2 separate regions of the Sus scrofa genome follow, and region 1 is linked to region 2. A link is a contact called in public HiChIP or PLAC-seq data. All regions are on one chromosome and are shown on one strand. Each heading gives the region's core, a stretch centred on a gene start, on an enhancer-like site or on the middle of the called end of the contact. The rest is flanking DNA. Distances are from core to core; before and after follow the strand shown. Region 1 overlaps TMEM230 (transmembrane protein 230). Region 2 has its middle 38 kb from the start of SLC23A2.

The links. HiChIP or PLAC-seq counts read pairs in DNA pulled down with a chosen protein or histone mark.
Region 1: an H3K27ac HiChIP or PLAC-seq map of alveolar macrophages shows a contact between it and region 2. The contact joins two enhancer-like sites. A contact is called at or near these places in 1 of 5 promoter capture datasets (liver) and 1 of 2 datasets of contacts at active chromatin or transcription factors (alveolar macrophages).

The regions. Positions count from the first base shown.
Region 1 is chr17:14,125,548-14,128,247 of Sscrofa11.1, reverse strand. It overlaps TMEM230 (transmembrane protein 230), which reads left to right. Exons shown (of 4, transcript NM_001244345.1): 4 at 1,347-2,520. The coding sequence ends at 1,487. Among named protein-coding and RNA genes, the nearest start is that of TMEM230, 9.5 kb to the left of the region's middle. Within about 2 kb of position 1,322, at least 3 of the 83 cell types and tissues checked have an H3K27ac peak or open chromatin away from gene starts, as enhancers often do. A contact at or near this core is called in alveolar macrophages, where this site is marked.
Region 2 is chr17:13,982,721-13,985,420 of Sscrofa11.1, reverse strand. It overlaps a transcript of SLC23A2 not described here. Among named protein-coding and RNA genes, the nearest start is that of SLC23A2, 38 kb to the right of the region's middle. Within about 2 kb of position 1,265, at least 33 of the 83 cell types and tissues checked have an H3K27ac peak or open chromatin away from gene starts, as enhancers often do. A contact at or near this core is called in alveolar macrophages, where this site is marked.

The DNA.
Region 1 (2,700 bases), core at 73-2,572, 140 kb before region 2:
CCTGCTAGAAGATTTTTAGATTGGGTGTAAGTCTTTAGGGAAATCTTCCTTAGCTTAAAACAATGGGAAAAATCAGAAGGAAAAGAAGGGTAAATTTAACTATAAACATTTAAAACTGCACCCAAAAAGGGAGTTCCCTTCGTGGCTCAACGTAATGAGCCCGGCTAATATCCACGAGGACACGGGTTCGATCCCTGGCCTTGCTCAGTGGGTTGGGGATCTGGCATTGCTGTGGTTGTGGTGTAGGCCAACAACTGCAGCTCCATTTCGACCCCTAGTTGTGGGAACTTCTGCAGGTGTGGCCTTAAAAAGCAAAAAAACCCAAAAAAAACTACACTCCAAAAAAGCAAGACTGACAAAGCAATTTCATGAAGGTGGATCTATTCATTAAGAGCACTTATTGAGCCTCTATTGTATGTTGGACACAGCTGGGGATAACAAGGATGAACAAAGTCCTTGCCCTTGTAGAACTCCCTCCAAAGTTGAAGCCCTACTGATAAAGAGACTAAACACCTTTCCTCCCTCTTTGACCTGTGAATTGTGCTCTTGGGAATATATACTAAGGAAATAATCTGGAAGGCCAAGCAGAACCCTGAACTTTATTGTGGTATTCTGTACAGTTATAAAAAGTGAGACACAACCAAAGTATCCAGCTTTCTGGGGGCTGGATATGTAAAATTGTGGTATATCCATTATAGTGGAATGTTACACATCATTAGCTGACATGTATACTATTATAGGTGTACACCTAATGACTTGATATTTCTGTGCATTGGGAAATGATCACCACAATAAGTCTAGTTGTCCTCCATCACTACAAATAGCTATAATTTTTTTTTCTGGTGATGAAACGTTTAAGATCTACTCTCTCAGCAACTTTCAAATATGCAGTACAGAATTACTATGTCACCACTCTGTACATTGTCCCTAGAACTTATTTTATAACTGGAAGTTTGGACCTTTTGACCAGCCATTTCACCTACCTCCCATTCTCCCAGTTAAGAGCTGTTAATAATATTTTGGCAATTCTTTGTTATAATAAGAGAGAAAAACAAGGTGCAGAGTATGTATTTACAACTAAAAACTTTAAGGAAGAGTAGAGGGAAATAAGCCAAAGTAACTATGGATGAACATGGATAATTTCTTTATAATTTTTAGTACTTCGCAGTTTTTCTGAAGTTTATAAGGAGGAAAAAAAGATGTAAACCTTTTCCCTTGGTAGTGTACTACCCAAAGAAAGTGCTCTGAAAGGTATAAGATCACTGGTCTGTGGATTGAGCCTATAGCTTTATTTTTGCCTTTATAACTTGCATGGTACTAATGTGTTTGCCTCCTTCTGCCACCAGGGGGCAGACCGGGCTGTTCCTGTCCTGATCATTGGCATCCTGGTGTTCCTGCCAGGATTCTACCACCTGCGCATTGCCTACTATGCATCCAAAGGCTACCGGGGTTACTCTTATGATGACATTCCAGACTTTGATGACTGACATCCACCTCAGCCCTGAGGAGAAGAGTCACAGATGAGACTGAGCCTGACTTTATGACATTGAGCAGAAACTATGTCTAGGAACTAAGGATTTCTGCAACTGGCAGATGTTTAACAAAACAGTGGCCAGATTTTAATGGGTCTGTCCTAAAGATGTTAATTGAATTTACAACTAGCTCATTAGGATAGTCTCTAATTTTCATCTCCTGGCCCTGAGACAAATTTTTCCATATGCATATGTATCACGAAGAGTAGCAGTGTTAATTGCATGAGAAAGCGGGAGGTTATTCTTCAGCTTTTGCTGCCACCATCATTTTTAGAGTTAAGCATTTCTTTCAACTAGTCCTCAATGTCAGTATGTTCTTGTGGCAAATGGAAGAATGCAGTATGTCAGATTTCTTGTTACTAAGTAATTTCTTTTGAAAATAGATCTAAGTGTCTTATCCCCATACTCATCATGTCAAATCAAATATCAGTGTGGGTGCATCTGTAATTTTTTTACTTGATTTTTTTTTTTAACTCAATGCATTTTTTTTTTAACTCAATGAATTTATCACTTTACTTGCTTTCTTATTAACAGCAACTAGGAATTTTTAAAACCTCAGACCAAAGTTTCAAAATGTAAACACTTTGTTCACCAATCCTTGGCCCCATCTCTGATGTGGTTCACTGATAGCTTGGCCAGTGTATAGTTCGGATCATTCTGTCCTTTGTAGATAAAGATGTTCTGTATATCATACCTTTAAGGACTGGATTTTTGGCTGTTTCCTAAGGGAAAATATAGATAAGTGGTTATTATTTAGAGTTTATAACCTGACGTTAGCATCTTGTGTTATGATGACATTGTGCTGAAGATTGTAAGCATTGGCCTGGATCTCTAGAGGATTAGACTGCCTTAGTTTGATTGGTTTCCTAGCTTGCAAAAAGTGACTAATATTCAGAAGAAATTAAAATGTCGAAATCTAAATCCTAGACTTTTAACATACTTCAGAAAACATGTTAATGATTATATTATATCACTGATCCCCCCAGTACCTAGGACTCCCTCCTCATTTTTTGACGACTGGCATTGTATGTTAGAATGCTTTTCATTCATTTGGGGAGGGGTGTGGGGTTTTTTTTTTTTGTCTTTTTGGGGCTGCACTCATGATATATGGAGGTTCCAGACTAGAGGTAATCAGAGCTATAGCTGCCAGCCTACGCCAGGGCCACAG
Region 2 (2,700 bases), core at 16-2,515:
TTGTTTTCTAGAGCAATGATTTTATTGGATATGCATTTTTTAAGAGACAAATGTTAAATATATTGAAATGATTTTGATCAAACACATCTAGAAAATGATGGTGACTGTTTTTCTGATCTTGGGACTTGGCAGAGGAACTTCCCCCAGCCCTTTTTTTGGTTGCACGTGGCTTGTGGAAGTTCATGGGCCAGGGATCAAACCCACACCACAGCAGTGATTAATATCCTTAATTTTTAAGGAGTTCATACAGATGAATAAGAAAAAAACCCAAACCTACTGAAAAAAGGGCAAAAGGCATTTATATAGTTCATAAGAGAATTATAGACATACGAACTAAAGGAATCAGGATTGAAACCAAATTTCATTCTTTGCATGTCAAATTTGCAGAAGTTTAAAAAAAAAATCTAGGAATGGCAAGTGTGGTTAACATAGTTTTCTTCTCTTGTGCTTTCTTTGTTAGCATGCCAGTTTTTTCAGAATAAATTGGGAAGATTAACTATTTCCCATTTCTTACCAGAAAGGTTAGGCTATAACTGGCCTGTGAATTTGTCCTGGTCTGGCATATTTCTTGAGCATAATTCTTTGCTTTTGCATTTTTCCCTATTGTTATTTGTACAGGGTCTCAAAAAATAGTTTTTTTTCTAAAAAAATATTGCTCATTTCATCTAGAATTTCAGGTATACACGTGCCTGAAAGTTAAGTCCTTTAAAAAATGCAAACTAAATGTAAAAGCATGGCAAGTATATAGTATTCTGTGTTTGCCCTTGCTTTCAGAAGATATTCTTTGTCATATTAAGCAAGTACATTTTAATTTTAATTGAAGAGGTTTGTTTTTGTTTTTTTAAATCGGGACTGAGTGTTTTGTCAGTCTTTTTTGGCATGACTGAATTGATATAATGATTTGGCTGCTTAGTTTCTTGCCTGTGAATGGGATTGGCCCTGGGGTTGTATCTTTCCTGCTTCTGAAGTGTTAACATCCCCTTTTAAGGAAACAGTAAAGTGCAAAAATGACAGTTCTGTATTACAATTTCCCTGCATATTTTTTGGTGACTGTTTTTTTCTGTGGGAAATTGAAGTCTGGAAACCAGACTTTGTACTGTTGCACACCCCAATTAAGAGACAAGAGAAGCACTGTGAATAGTTTCTTGTGAGTGTGGAGTGGCCTTTATTGGTGGAAGGTCAGGTGATGTGTCATTGTGTTCCAAGTGATGTTTCCTCTGAAATGCTCTCAAGAGCCTGGGCTTTGATCTCAGCTGTATAGCCTGTGTGCAAAGGGCAGGTTTTTCTATTTCCTGAGTACAGTGGGACCGACGAAGGGGAGGGCTGTTCCAGTGGTGCTGTGACGGAAGTTCAAGGATGCTCACGTGATAACTGAGTCTTATTTTTGTTTTGTGGTTTCTCCTGCTTGATTCTTTTCTCAAAGCTTCCTTTCTTTAAAATATATTTGCATTTCCCCGATGTTAGAATCTCTGACCCAAATCTGTGTTTTGATCTCTGATAGTTGTTCAGTGGAGTAAAAAGTGAGTCTTTCCAAACACTTATCTTACCTATCAGCTTTAAAAATACCTTCCAAAAATAAATATAGAGTCATAGTGCTTTTTATGATTTGTCTAAATGATATTTTGTTAATTTGCAACTTTGCCCTCAAAACCTTAAAAAAAATTTTTTTTAGCTTTTTAAAGGATTTTTGAAAGACGCGTACACATGTTGGAAAATAATTTCAACTCCTCACAGTTGGATAAAGCAGATTTTAAAAGTCATACAGCCTCTTATACCCCCTACAGTCAAGGCAGTTTGATGTTTATCCTTTCCTTTGTCATAAATATGTTAGTATAATTATACTTTTAATAAAAGTTGGATTATGCTATACATATTGTGCAACTTGCATTTTTCAAAGTACAAAATGTATGATTTGTTTCACCTAAGATAACATGTTCTTTTAAAGCTTTTCTTGCTACTTTTTCCCTGTTCTTTCCATTATTCCTCTTCTTGACTAATCTTCACTGATGGATGTCACATTTTGCCTCCTTTTCTTTCTCTCTCTTTTTTTTTAAAGGGCTATACCCATGCATATGGAAGTTCCCAGGCTAGGGAACAAATTGGAGCTACAGCTGCCAGCCTATGCCATAGCTCATGACAATGCCAGATCACCGACCCACTGAGCGAGGCCAGGGATTGAACCCACATCCTCATGGATACTAGTCAGATTTGTTTCTTCTGTGCTACAGTCGGAACACTTGTGTCTCCTTTTTGACTATGTAAAATTTTAATAAACATAGCTTAAAATAGATTTTTGGTTATGAAAATCATTTGGGGAAGTAAGTTACCCTTTTTTTTTGCCTTGGATGCCAAATATGTTTTAGAAGGAGAAAACCATAATTTCTGTATTCATAGTCTAATCATGTAAAATGAGTAATATTTTTTACCCCAAATAGCAAAATGCCAGTGTTTAGTTTCTGAAGTTAAAAAAAATACAAGATTACTGGAGGACCTTTGAAAGCTGGACTGGTACTGCTGATGGCATTTGTGTGTTTATTCAGAGTCATCTGTGAGTGGCAATGCTAATTTGCCCTAGAACTGACCATGAAGTTGAAAGATTCATAGCCTAAATATATCCCAGTGAAGAACTTATTATCTGGCTAAATTGTAGTAATTTCATGTGTTTTTCTATATAATGGATGGAGGGCCAGGCTCATATCT